Regions from separate parts of the Mus musculus genome. Here region 2 is linked to region 1. A link is a contact called in public promoter capture Hi-C data. All regions are on one chromosome and are shown on one strand. Each heading gives the region's core, a stretch centred on a gene start, on an enhancer-like site or on the middle of the called end of the contact. The rest is flanking DNA. Distances are from core to core; before and after follow the strand shown. Region 1 holds the start of Myo7a (myosin VIIA). Region 2 holds the start of Acer3 (alkaline ceramidase 3).

Evidence for each region. Promoter capture Hi-C pulls out the DNA fragments that hold promoters and counts their contacts.
Region 2: a contact with region 1 is called in a promoter capture Hi-C map of 3T3-L1-derived adipocytes, with 3 times the contacts expected there. The contact joins the promoter of Acer3 here to the promoter of Myo7a in region 1. A contact is called at or near these places in 5 of 39 promoter capture datasets (3T3-L1-derived adipocytes, the HPC-7 cell line, HPC-7-derived erythroid cells and 2 more), 1 of 484 Hi-C or Micro-C datasets (the HPC-7 cell line), 3 of 115 datasets of contacts at active chromatin or transcription factors (CD8 T cells, memory CD8 T cells and pancreatic cancer cells) and 3 of 9 other capture datasets (adipose tissue, liver and pancreatic islet).

What each region holds. Positions count from the first base shown.
Region 1 is chr7:98,114,961-98,120,810 of GRCm38.p6, forward strand. It overlaps Myo7a (myosin VIIA), which reads right to left and starts at 4,533. Exons shown (of 49, transcript NM_008663.2): 1 at 4,316-4,533; 2 at 2,756-2,815. The coding sequence starts at 2,773.
Region 2 is chr7:98,305,824-98,311,600 of GRCm38.p6, forward strand. It overlaps Acer3 (alkaline ceramidase 3), which reads right to left and starts at 3,719. Exons shown (of 11, transcript NM_025408.3): 1 at 3,525-3,719. The coding sequence starts at 3,627.

The sequences.
Region 1 (5,850 bases), core at 3,283-5,782:
AAATTCACGTGGTTCCCACCCTGGCCTACCACAGAACACAGAGGAAAGTCATGTCAGACTGAAGTGAAAAAGCCTCTTCAAGGTCCTCAAAGAAGCTACGTGTGTACCACAGAGGCCAGGAGTCTCCTTTCCAATGTCACCTGGCCTGGCCACTCTGGGGACATCTTCCTGGGACTTAGGTTAGGAGGGACTTTTGTTATAGTCTCACAGCTTCCCTGATTCTGATACCCAGGCTTCCTCTCATCCTCCTGTCCCCCTGGGATCTAGCTGTCACATTTTGGCTTCCAGATGACACTCAGTTGGTCTGGAAACTTCTCCAGAGAGGCAGGGAACAGTCTTCATCTTCAGGGTTCTGCTTGGCATGAAACTAGGCCTCAGTGGGGGCTCTGTGGGGCAGGTGAATGAGGCTGGGTGAGGGGGCCCCAGATACCCTAAGACTCCCTAGGGATTCTGTCTAACTCATAAGGCCATGAAGACAAAGGGTGTGCCCAGACTGGCAGCAGGCTTCTCCACAAAAAGTCTCTACCCTGCAACGCCACCCAGGGACAGTCTGGCTTCTCCTCCCCGCACCCCCCGCCCCGGTCCCTGTGCCCCTCCCCAGGCCTCCTTTCCTTGACAACTGTCTCTCCATCAGCTCCTTGTTCCTGTCATGTCCGGGCCTGCCCAGATTATGTTTCAGTGAGTCTGCTGGAACCTCAGTTTCTTCCCGTGTGGGAAATAGACTGAGTTCCCACCCCATAGCTTCACCGAATCACTTAGGATGACAACCACAGATGCCATGCCTGGCCAGTTGGAACCCTTCACAAAGCAAAAGGTTTTCTGGGAGTAGCGGAGTTTGAGGAATTAGCCCACTGTCGTGCACGTGTCCTATGTGCCTGGCACCCTGTCGTGGCTCAGGAAGGCTGGATTTGAAGGGAGGAATGAAGATGAGTGAGTTGAATCTGTGGTTCAGGAAGGCTGAGGTACAGAAGGAAGGAGAGAAACTGAATGAATGACCTGCAATACATATTCCCACGGGAGGGCAACCTGCACATGGAAAAAGCACCATCGGATCCTCTGAGGTCTCCTGGGATTTCCTCATCTTAAATAAAGTAAGAGAAAAAAAGCACGGGAACACGGCACAGCACCGTTATCAGAAGGTATGTGGCAGCTGACCTCTGTGGACTTCTATGCTAAGCCGAGGCTGGACAGTTCTATTAGCAGGACATGATACTCTCAACCCTCCTACCATCAGCCCTTTGCAAAGTGATGGCAGCAATTAGCCTACAGCTTCATAGATGGAAAGCCAAGGCCAGGAGTCCAGCTTAGCTCTTGCATCTAAATGGTGCTCTTAGCTGGGCAACCCTCGGTACCCAACCCCAAGTCACAGGGGCCTGGTTCCCAGCAGGGAAGCTGAGGAGCAAGAGGAGGCTACCCTTGTTTCTAGTACTCTATTCGGGTCCAGGAATTCAGAGGAGACATGATCTCCAGGGTCACTGGAGCAAAGAGTCTCCCCAAAAATAGGCTGAGGCCTGGGAGGATGTAGGCAGCAGGAGGGGGAAGCAAAGGTCAGGGGAGGGAGCAGAGGGTGAGACCGGCAGGAGTGAGCGGCAGGCAGAAAAGGCAACAGAGTCTGGCAGTTCAGGGATTACAGCACAGGTCAGAAGGGACCTGGATGGGCAGCTCAAGGTCCCCCCCAGCATCATCCAAATCCAGAGCCTGCTGAGCCGGTCAGCACCTATGGCCGGGGCACCGTGGAGGATGAGAGATGTAATAGAAAGGTATGTCCCACTTGAAAATGGGTAGAGCCACCATTCACTTAAAGATCCACTACCAAAACAGTCCCTGCAAGACGAAGCTTGCCACCATTCACAGATAGTCAGAAGCAAACAGTCCAGGGGAAAAGAAGTCCAGTCAGGTAGAGGCTCTGGGGAACACCCCTGAGGCCTGTGGGGACCCTGGATCCTCCTTCTGGGGGGTGTCTGTGTGAATCACCACCCATCAGCCCCTTTTAGCCTGGCTTTGGCTTTCTCTGATGGGCCATCAAGCAAGCTTTCAGTCCCTGAATTTTTTCCTGATCTAGAGCTATAGCCTGCCTTTAACACATGGGCCCTGTGCAGCCTTGGGGTTTCCAGCCAGGCTGCTCCGTTGGCCTCTCATAGCCTGAGACAACAGGAAACTCGTGGCTGAGCCCCAGTAGCACCCGGCTTCTCAGCCCAAAGGCTCTGTGCCCGGCCCATCTGGCGCACTGCCTACATTCCTGGCTCCCACATTGGAGACCAAGAAGTTCATGAGTCTCAGGCTGATCACGGGGAAGGGCTGAGGGTCAGAGACCAGAATGGCTCTGGGGAGTAGGGGGCCTGGAAGGCTCAGCTGATGGGCAGCACCTGTGCCTCTTCCCTGGGGAGCTCCAGCTTGGGCCCTGTCACCCTGACTCACTTCTGCCCAGGTCCCCCCTAAGCAAACTTGCTAACTGCTTCCCCAAAGACCTTCTACACTGGGGCCGTTGCATGTGCTTCCTCTGTCTGGAATGTCTGGGACTGGGGGATGAATCATCACTCCTGCCCAGAGACACGTGTCAGCAACCAAAGAAGCCGTGGTGGCAGAGGTGGGAATTCTCACGGCTGGGTTCTGAAGACTAAGTAGGAGTTTGCCAAGAGGAAGAACTGGAATCCGTTTCCAATGGCTAAGCACATAGAGAGGAGGACATGCAGGGTGGGATGTGAGGTACCCAGCATGGCCCTCTGCAGCTCTGAGAGAGAGGAGACGCACTCACCTTCTGCAGAATAACCATGCTTCTACGTCAGCACACCTGCCGGAGTGACCAGACACAGCTCTGTGGGAAGAGACCATGGCACGCCCTGAGCCCAGGCAGCTTGGATCTGCAGGGCCACCTAGACTCCTCCCCAACCCCACCCCTACCCCTCCTCCCTCACGGAAATCTTTCTTGGTTTCCATCCTTCTGATTAAAGCTCAGTCTATGTGACCAGAGCCTCAGTTACCGTCACCACCTCCACTGCCCAAAGCTGCCCTCGTCATCCCAAAGGGCTTTGAAAGGAGTGTAGTCAGCCCTGTACCAGACATCAGCGTGAGGGGTGGGCTGTGCTGGGACAGGGACTAATGTCCTGAGGCTGCCCAAAGTTCAGAGAAGGACTATCTCTTACCCAAGGTCACACAGCAGGGCAGGGAAGACTTGGCACTAAGTAAGATTTGGACTCTGCTCCTGGTTCAGGACTGCTTTAGGAGTTTTAGGACACATGGCAGAATGATCTAACACCTGTTCGTGGCCCTCATCTCTTACCTCATCCAGCACAGAGCTGGACCCAGGAATAGGCTCGAGATGGATTTGCTGCCTCGAGTGTGGTCACCAGAAGCAGCCCCAGCCCATAGGTCTTGGTGTGAGGCCCCTCCATCCCTGCCTGGCCTGCCCCTCGAGTGAGCATTAAGTTTTCACAAGGGTCCATTCAGAGGCACTGGGACATCTGATCCTCTGCCCACGACACTGCCTGACACCTGAGCCCTGACCCCACGCCCTGGGTCTCTATGGGCATATGGTCCTTCGGGAGACCTACACCACGCTGGGGTCCTGGCAGGGGGATAATCCCAAAGGCAGCAGCAGTAGTTATGAGAGCTGGCGTCTGAAGAGGCTGCCTGGCCCCTGCCTCACTCATGCTGGTACAAGGCTGCAGGACAGACTGGGACTGTAGACTTGGAGGGTAGAGCTGAAGACCCATGGAAAAGCTCAGGTCTCTTCTACCCCATGCATGAGGCTCTACCTCTCCATCCCAGACTAGACTAGTGTGTAAGACTGTTGCTTTTCAAATTGAGAACAAAGAACCATAGTTTTTTGTTTTGTTTTGTTTTTTTCCCTAGACCCACAACTGATTTTACCTTGACCCCTGGGCAACCCCAGATGGTAACCTTCATGTTCTTGGGTCACGGATAGAGAATGTAAGGCACACAAAGAAGAAACAACGTGTGCAAGGAGAGATAGATTATCAGGGAGATGACCAAAAGACCAAGCAGAGAGAGGCATCCACACTTGCCCCCCCAGCCTCCACTCCCATCTTTCACCCCTGCCTCTGGATACCCCTGACCCAGCTCCAACCCGGAAACAACTCCACAGGCCCTGTGCTCTTCAGCTATTCCCTCATCTAGGGCATAAGCCTCCATGTGCACGGCTCGGGGCATTTTCTTTCCATGCCTATGGTGGCAAGGCCCCTGTAGGTTCAGGGGAGTCCAGTCCCAGGAACCTAAGGGCAGAGGCTCCAGAGGAGGCCCCAGCCTGTAACTCCTCCCCAGTCCAAAAGTTCCAGCCAGGGCAGCCCATCCTTACCTGGGTTTTATCCACACCCTCCGAGTCACCACCTCCCAGCCAGGAGCCAGGGGTCACAGGTCAGGAGGACTCTGGAAGCTGAGGCTGGAGCCTGCAAATTTTCAGCTCCAGCTTGAGCCTTGATCTGCTGCTGCTGTGGGCTTCCCTTGGGCTACTCTGTTTCTTGTCTCCCTGGGTCACTCTTTCTTTCTGTTCAGGGCAGCTGTCCAGCCTGCACTGCCACCCGCCCTCTCCCTCCAAAGCCTTCTCCCAGGAGGCGGAGCCCTGGGGGCCTCGAAGGTCTGGATGTGGTGACATCAGCATGAGGGGCGGGCTGTGCTGGGGCTGCTGACTAACGTCTAGAGGTTGCCCAAGGTGCTGTGTAAAGCTAACCAGCAGGGATGCAAGGCATAGAAGCTCCAGGGGGCACTGCTGGCCAGTGGGAACCTCGGGCCTGGGGCCAACCATCAGGACCTCAGGGTCTCTTGTCACATGTGTTACTACCTGCCATCTCTGCATGGTTAGGACACCTGATCACGTCCCATCTTCCTCATGATTTTGCTGGGTCTCAGTTCCCAGTAGCCTCCCCTGCTCACCCAGCTTCCCTCGTCAGGGCACTACTAGAGACCATATAAATGAGCAGGCTTGGCAATACCTGGAGCCTTGGCTGGACACAACATCCAAACCAGGACTCCCCAAGATGCACCCCACCCCCAGGCTCTACAACTGGCCCCCACAGCCTGTCCTAGGAGTCTTGAGTGTGCTGTTATCCAGACAGTTTGCAAAGCCACCTGAGTAGGAGCCACCTCACGCAGGACAGACTTACCCGGTGTGTGTGTGTGTGTGTGTGTGTGTGTGTGTGTGTGTGTGTGTGTGTGATTTAAATGTGTGATTTAAAAAAGGGAGTGGGTGGGAATGAACAGGACACAAATACTCATCATGGTAGATGAGGAAGGAGGCTGAAGGACTCCTCTTCCTCTTCCTCCTCCTCCTCCTCCTCCTCCTCCTCCTGAGACCTGGCCCCTTCTTCTGCCCACACTTGCCAGCTGGGACATCTACTCAGGAAAGCTGCTTTTCGGTGGGGGTGGGTGGGTTAAGGTGGGGAGGGGAATAGGGTGGGGTGGAATCTATAGTGGTATGGAGTGGGGAGAATCAATGGTGCAATGGTGCCACCTGCTGGGCACAGCCAACTGCTACAAGACTAAGGAAAAGCCGGTCAACTTCCTCATACCAGGGTGCCACAGTGAGACCAGGGTCCAAGGTTGACTTGCACCCAACGCAGCCTTCACCTACGAAACTGATACTTATGAGTCAGGTGAGTAGCATGAGCCTACACAGAGTGGGAGAGACACAGGTTGGAGCATCCAGAGCCCAATCGACAAGGCGGCAACTGGGGCAGGTGTGCTTCGTTGAGGCTGAGGTGCATGCTGGGAAGGCAGTGGGTGGGTGAGAAAGTGGTCTCAGAACCATAACGGAGACATTTCCTCAGCACCCAAACTCGGCTAAGCAGGTCACCCGATCGGAGAAACCTAGAAATCCATGCTTGTTTTCCCCAA
Region 2 (5,777 bases), core at 2,469-4,968, 190 kb after region 1:
TCAATGCACAAGAAATACATTCATCCCACATTACATGATGAGAAGACAAGCACTGTTTAAACTACATTTGATAAGTTATTTTACAAAGAAATAAAACATTCTTGTGTATGTGGTAGCAGAGGAACAAGTGGAGAGGTCAGAGGACCACTTGTGGGAGTCAGCTCTCTCCCACCTTGTATGTTTAGGGAACTGAACTCAGGTCATCAAGGTTGGCAGCAGGTAAGTGAGCCATCTTGCCAGTCCTGTTTGACAAAAGCTTTTAAAGTTTGCAAAACAACTATAACTTTTCAACTATTGATTATAAGATTGGTTTAGGGCCACCAAGCCTGATAAACTAAGTTTGGTCCCTGGAACCCACATAGTGGAAGGAAAGAATTGACTTCTGCAACTTACCCTCTGGTCACCATACAATGTGGTGCATGTATACTCCCTCTACCACATAAGCAGAGTATCTTTTGCCCAGTTCTAGCTTGCATTGTTATTTGGATAGTCTCATATAAAACAGGAACCATTTATCCCTACAACTTTAGGCACATTGAGGGGCTTGTTATTTCTTAACTAAAGAATCTCTCCACTGGCCCTTACAATCTTTTCAAATAAAAAGTTCTAATCGATATGGGCTGATATTTAAAAGATAGCCTTTCAGGACTGAGTTACCCCTGCCACATCTATAGCTCCCTAAGCTCAATTATTACCCAAAATACACACACTGAATGGCAAAAGATGGCTGAATAACTTGAATGGTAGCCCAGTTTGTCTTTTGTGATAATATAGAATTTCATGTCTGTTCTCCCTTGAATGCAAGACCAAAAAAGTAACTAATGGAGAATCAAATGTGTATAATAGATTTAGAATGCAATCTCAACCTGAATACTATTTCAATACAACTTACTGCAAGCTTAGATAAATTACTTCATATGCTCCTGGGCTAGAGAGATGGTTCAGCCATTGAAGGCTAGGCTTACAACTAAAAATAAAAGAAATATACATTCTTTCCAGGGATTGAGTCTCACTCCTGTGATATCAGCCTTGGGATGCTAAGACAGGAAGAGTATCAAAAGTCTGAGGTCAACTCAGCCTATTCATTGAACCCCTGGAGCATCTGGGCTAGAAACCTTTCTCAAAACAGAACAAGCTAAAAATTAAAAATTAAAAAACATTTCAAGTTCTTTGTCTGTGAAATGGGAATAATACCTTCTTCGTAGAATTACTGCAAACTCAAAAGAGATATAAACATATCAAACTATGGTACACAGTGAGTACTTAGATAATAACTATTGCTATCCTTGATAATACTATCATTAAAACTCATTAATGTAAACGTGCTAGAACTACACTTGTCGGGAATACACAGTATTATTAATCACCCTTTGCTTGCTTGCTTATTTTGTTTTGAGAAAGTGTTTCATAGAGCAGAGCCTGCTCTAGAACTCCTCATTTTCCTGTTTCTGCCACTAAGTGCTGGAATTGTAGGCATGTGCCAACACACTCAGCCTTTTAAATCTGCATACTATATTCAAAGGCTAAATCCTCACACTCCAAATAATGATATCTACCACTATGTTATATGCTCAGATAATCTGTCTCAACTTCCTTCAGGTCATCTTCTCCCAAGGTAGTAGTTGCCAACACATCCATTTACCCTCTTCATGCAACCCCTTTGATTGCTATGTCTAAACCTTCCTACAGTCTACTTAGTTTCCTTTTCTGAGGACATGAAGAAGTAAACCATTTCCCATTTCTCAGAGCTATTTGACAAAACACTAGTATCTTCCTCTCTCACAGTTCAACTGTTCTCACATGACTCAACTGCCAGTTTTCTCTTTTGATTCTAATCTAAAACCTTGGTTCTAAACCAAAAGTTTTTATTACTAATGTAGATTAATAAAACTGCAAAAGGCTAGTACCTTTACTACACGATTCCTTCCTAAAATAAATGACTTAAGTGAGCGATGGCTATTTTAGCACTTTCAATGACAAATGGCTCTTGCTCTTACCCCCATGCCAACTTGTCCCATGCCAATATCACTGCTTAGAAAGTTTTGTCTTATGAAACAAAAATCTTTCCCCTTGCAGTTATTTTATTCTATCCACTGCACCTAATTCTACAATCTAGAGAAAGTGAATGAACTCCAAGCCCATCCAATATTTGAAGACCCCAAGAGAAAAAAAAATAAAAAGCTACATACTTCCAACTTAAAGAACATGATTTTAAGTCTCCCTGGCGGTCATGAGCCTCTGGTATTCTTGCCAAAACTGTCTAAAAACTAACAGGCAAAGTGCTTCCTTTGCCAATGTTTGGGTTGCCAAGTAATTACCCTATAAATGATCCCCTTTGCCCATTTTCTCCTTTACTGTATAAAAACTATTTATTTAAACTAGTGGTTCTGACACTCAGCCTAAATCATGGCCTCAAGGGCATGGGACTAACGTCCTGAAAAACTACAAGACTTTCTCATCTGGCCTGAAACTCGTCCTCCAAAAGAACTTAAGTACAGAACGTTAGCTAAGAGTTTTGCCTCACGGCCTAATAAAGTGGATCCATTCAAAAGAAGGCAGTAGCAACCAAAGACTATTCTCTGTTCCTTGCCAGAAACCAAAAAAGGACGTGTTCTCAAAAGCTAACCAAAGCGGATGGAAGAAGTGGCTGATTTCTTTCTTGCCTGGTTGGAATAATTATGTAGAAAACACAAACACACACACACACAAACACACACACCCCGAGAAAACCCTAATCTGGCTAGTAATGCTGGTCTCCAGGAGCAGCAAATCGTGAACTCTAAAAGTGCTTTCATAGAAATAAGTGTCCTCAGATGACCACTAGCCCCTAGAAAGTCTGATAAGCTAGATGCAGTGGGGAAGCAGGGAGAGGTAGTCTCTTGGGAGAGCAGCTGAGGAAAGTAGTGACTAGGTGCTCTGGCTACCACCTCTGGGACAAGAGGAACAGTGATCTCTAGAAGAAGGCAGCGGGTAGGGATGGCAATAGGAGTGAGAATGGGGGTGGAGGCTCCGGCATTGAGAAACGGTAACTGTCTCCTGGAAGTGAGTGGTCTACCGAGAACGGACAGATGAAGGGAAGGCCCCTGAAGAGTATTCCCGGATTGAGGGTGGATGAAGCCAGTGAGCGTCCCCTTCTCTGTGCCCGGCTGGCTGAGGCCGGGTAGCAGCATTCGGGCCCTCCCGGCAGAGACCTCCTCAGCCCCGAGCGACTTCAGGGCGGGCAGTGGCCGGCCTGGCAGCGGCCGCGCTCAGGTAAGAACTCCTATTCCCAGCGGCGCGCCTCACGCTCTCATCCGAGGTCCGGGCGCGGCTCGTACGTCCCTTTCGTCCCCAACCTGAAGGCCCCCAGAAGCCAGTCCAGGCACCACTGGCGGCCACGTCGGCTCCCCGGCTTCCCACGGCCGCGCACGCCTAGCTGCCGCTCGCGGGCCCGGCCTGGAGCCTACCCTCGCCGCCAGGTTCGCCCTCCGCGTTCTCCCACACGTCTCCCCTCGGCGCGCGCCCTCGCCTCAGGCTCCACTCACAGAACTCAGCGACGAACAAGGTCACCACATAGTTCTCCTCACACCAGTCCAATGTGGAGGTCGTGGGGCCCCAATAGCCTTTGCGGTCCACAGCCGGAGCCATCGCGCTGACGCCCCACACACCCTGCTCAGCCGCTCTCGGGCCGGCTCAGGCAAAGCGCGCTCTCCGGCTTCCTCCTCCCTTACCCAAAGGGCAGGGGCGGGGCTAGAGCCGTCACTGAACCTGCCCAGAGGCAGGCCCCGCCCACCGAGCCTCTGGCCCGTCCCGCTCCCTGCCCAGTCCCACCCACCGCTCCCGGGGCAGGCGCAAATGACCCATCCTGATCGTGCGGGGCTGATCTGTAGCTCTTGGACCCTGGGTGGGAATCCGGAGAAGTGGGAGAGGTTGTTATCAGCCAGAGGAGTTAGGGAAAGGGGCGGGGGGAACCCGGCCGACCCCGACGTGAGGGTGAAGTAAGTTGGGAGGCTTCCAGGACCCACTTTTCCGTCAGGATGGGACCAAGCCTCTATTAGTGTGAGGGCAGTCTGTTTTAATTGGGGCAAGAATGAGAAGAAACCTTTCTCTGTCAAGATTAAACTTGCACAATGAGACACCTCAGTGTCTAACTCAGACCACGGACCTCCAACGAGGGAGGAGACTAGTAACAACACCCCCAGGCAGCTCCAGAGATACCCAGGAAGTCATTCTGAGTGAAAGGGACAAGTCAGAATGTACAGAACAAAAACCAGGTATTAGGATCCTTTAAAAGTATACACTGAGGGGCTCCGCTGTTAGGACCGTTGACTGGACTTCCAGAGGTCCTGAGTTCAATTTCCAGCAACCATATGGTGTCTCACAACCATCTGTAATAAGAACCAATGCCCTCTTCTGGTGTGTCTGAAGGCAGCTACAGTGTACCCACATACAACAAATAAATAAATAAATAAATAAATAAGCAAACAAACAAACAAATCTTTTCTTAAAAAAAAAAAAAAACGTGTACACTGAGTAAAGTACTAAAAAGTCTGTGGCTTCCCTTTAGGCCATGCACAGCATTTTCTGCCTCTTTAGTGAGCTTTTCTCCCTTGTCACCTCCACACTGGGCTATTAAAGTCCGTGAGATGGCTCAACGGGTTTGGCTAAAGGCACTTACCATGCAAGCCTGGCAGGCTGAACCTGATCTCAAGAACCCATGTAAAATACAAGGAGAGAACCGACTTCATAAAGTTGCCCCCAGACCTCCGTACAGGCAACATAGCACACGTGTCTACACACACACACACACTGGGGGGGGGGCATAATAATAATAATAATAATAATAATAAGAAGAAGAAGAAGAAGAAGAAGAAGAAGAAGAAGTAAAAACTTAAAAAATAATGGATACATCCTGCTGCCTTTTGTGTTCAGCTCCATCAAACTTTCCCCCTGCTATGAAGATGCCGACTCTCCCACTTTTGTTTAAAATTTTGCTCCTTGAAGACCTCCCTGGCTTTCACACCTGAGAGCCTTTTGTCCTTCCTTCGTATCCCACACTCATGACACCATGAATAGAGACACTTCCCATACTTTGTGAGCCAGCCTGCAAGATTCTGCCTGGCCACACTGTGCAGAACAGGGATATACAATTGTTATTTTCTAAATGAGTCTGGTGAGCTGCAACCAAAGGGGAGGGGGCCAGAGATGTGCATCATTATTCACAATTGGATGTCATTCAAATAGGTTTAGCAGAGGTGAACCATTGAAAGTCAAGGTACATCTGTATTTGCTTTAAATATGTGATATATATATATATATCACATTAGTTAAGCTAGACAGTGGTGGCTCATGCCTTTAATCCCAGCACTCTCAAAAAGCAGAGGCAGGCAGATCTCTGAGTTCAAACCCAGCTGGGCCTATAGAGTGAACTCTAAGAAAGCCAGGACTATGTAGAGAAACAGTCTCAAAAAATGTTTTATTAATTTATTTTTTATTTTGTGTGTGTAAGTGCTTTGCTTGTATGTATCTGTGCATGTATTCCCCAAGGAGACCAGAGAGGGCATCAAATTCTCCAACTGGAGTTACAGTTAGTTGTGAGCTGCCAAATGGTGCTGGAAATTCAACTCAGGTTCTCCGGAAGAGCAGCCAGCTCTCTAACCACTAAGCTTGCTCTTCAGCTCCTATATTCACTTTTCAACTAACCCCAGCTTTGAAAGCTTTCAACAGACGACTACTTCCCAAAATGACAAAGAAGTCCATTCAGCAGTATGTTTGGTTTTGCTTTGTTTCTCTCCATG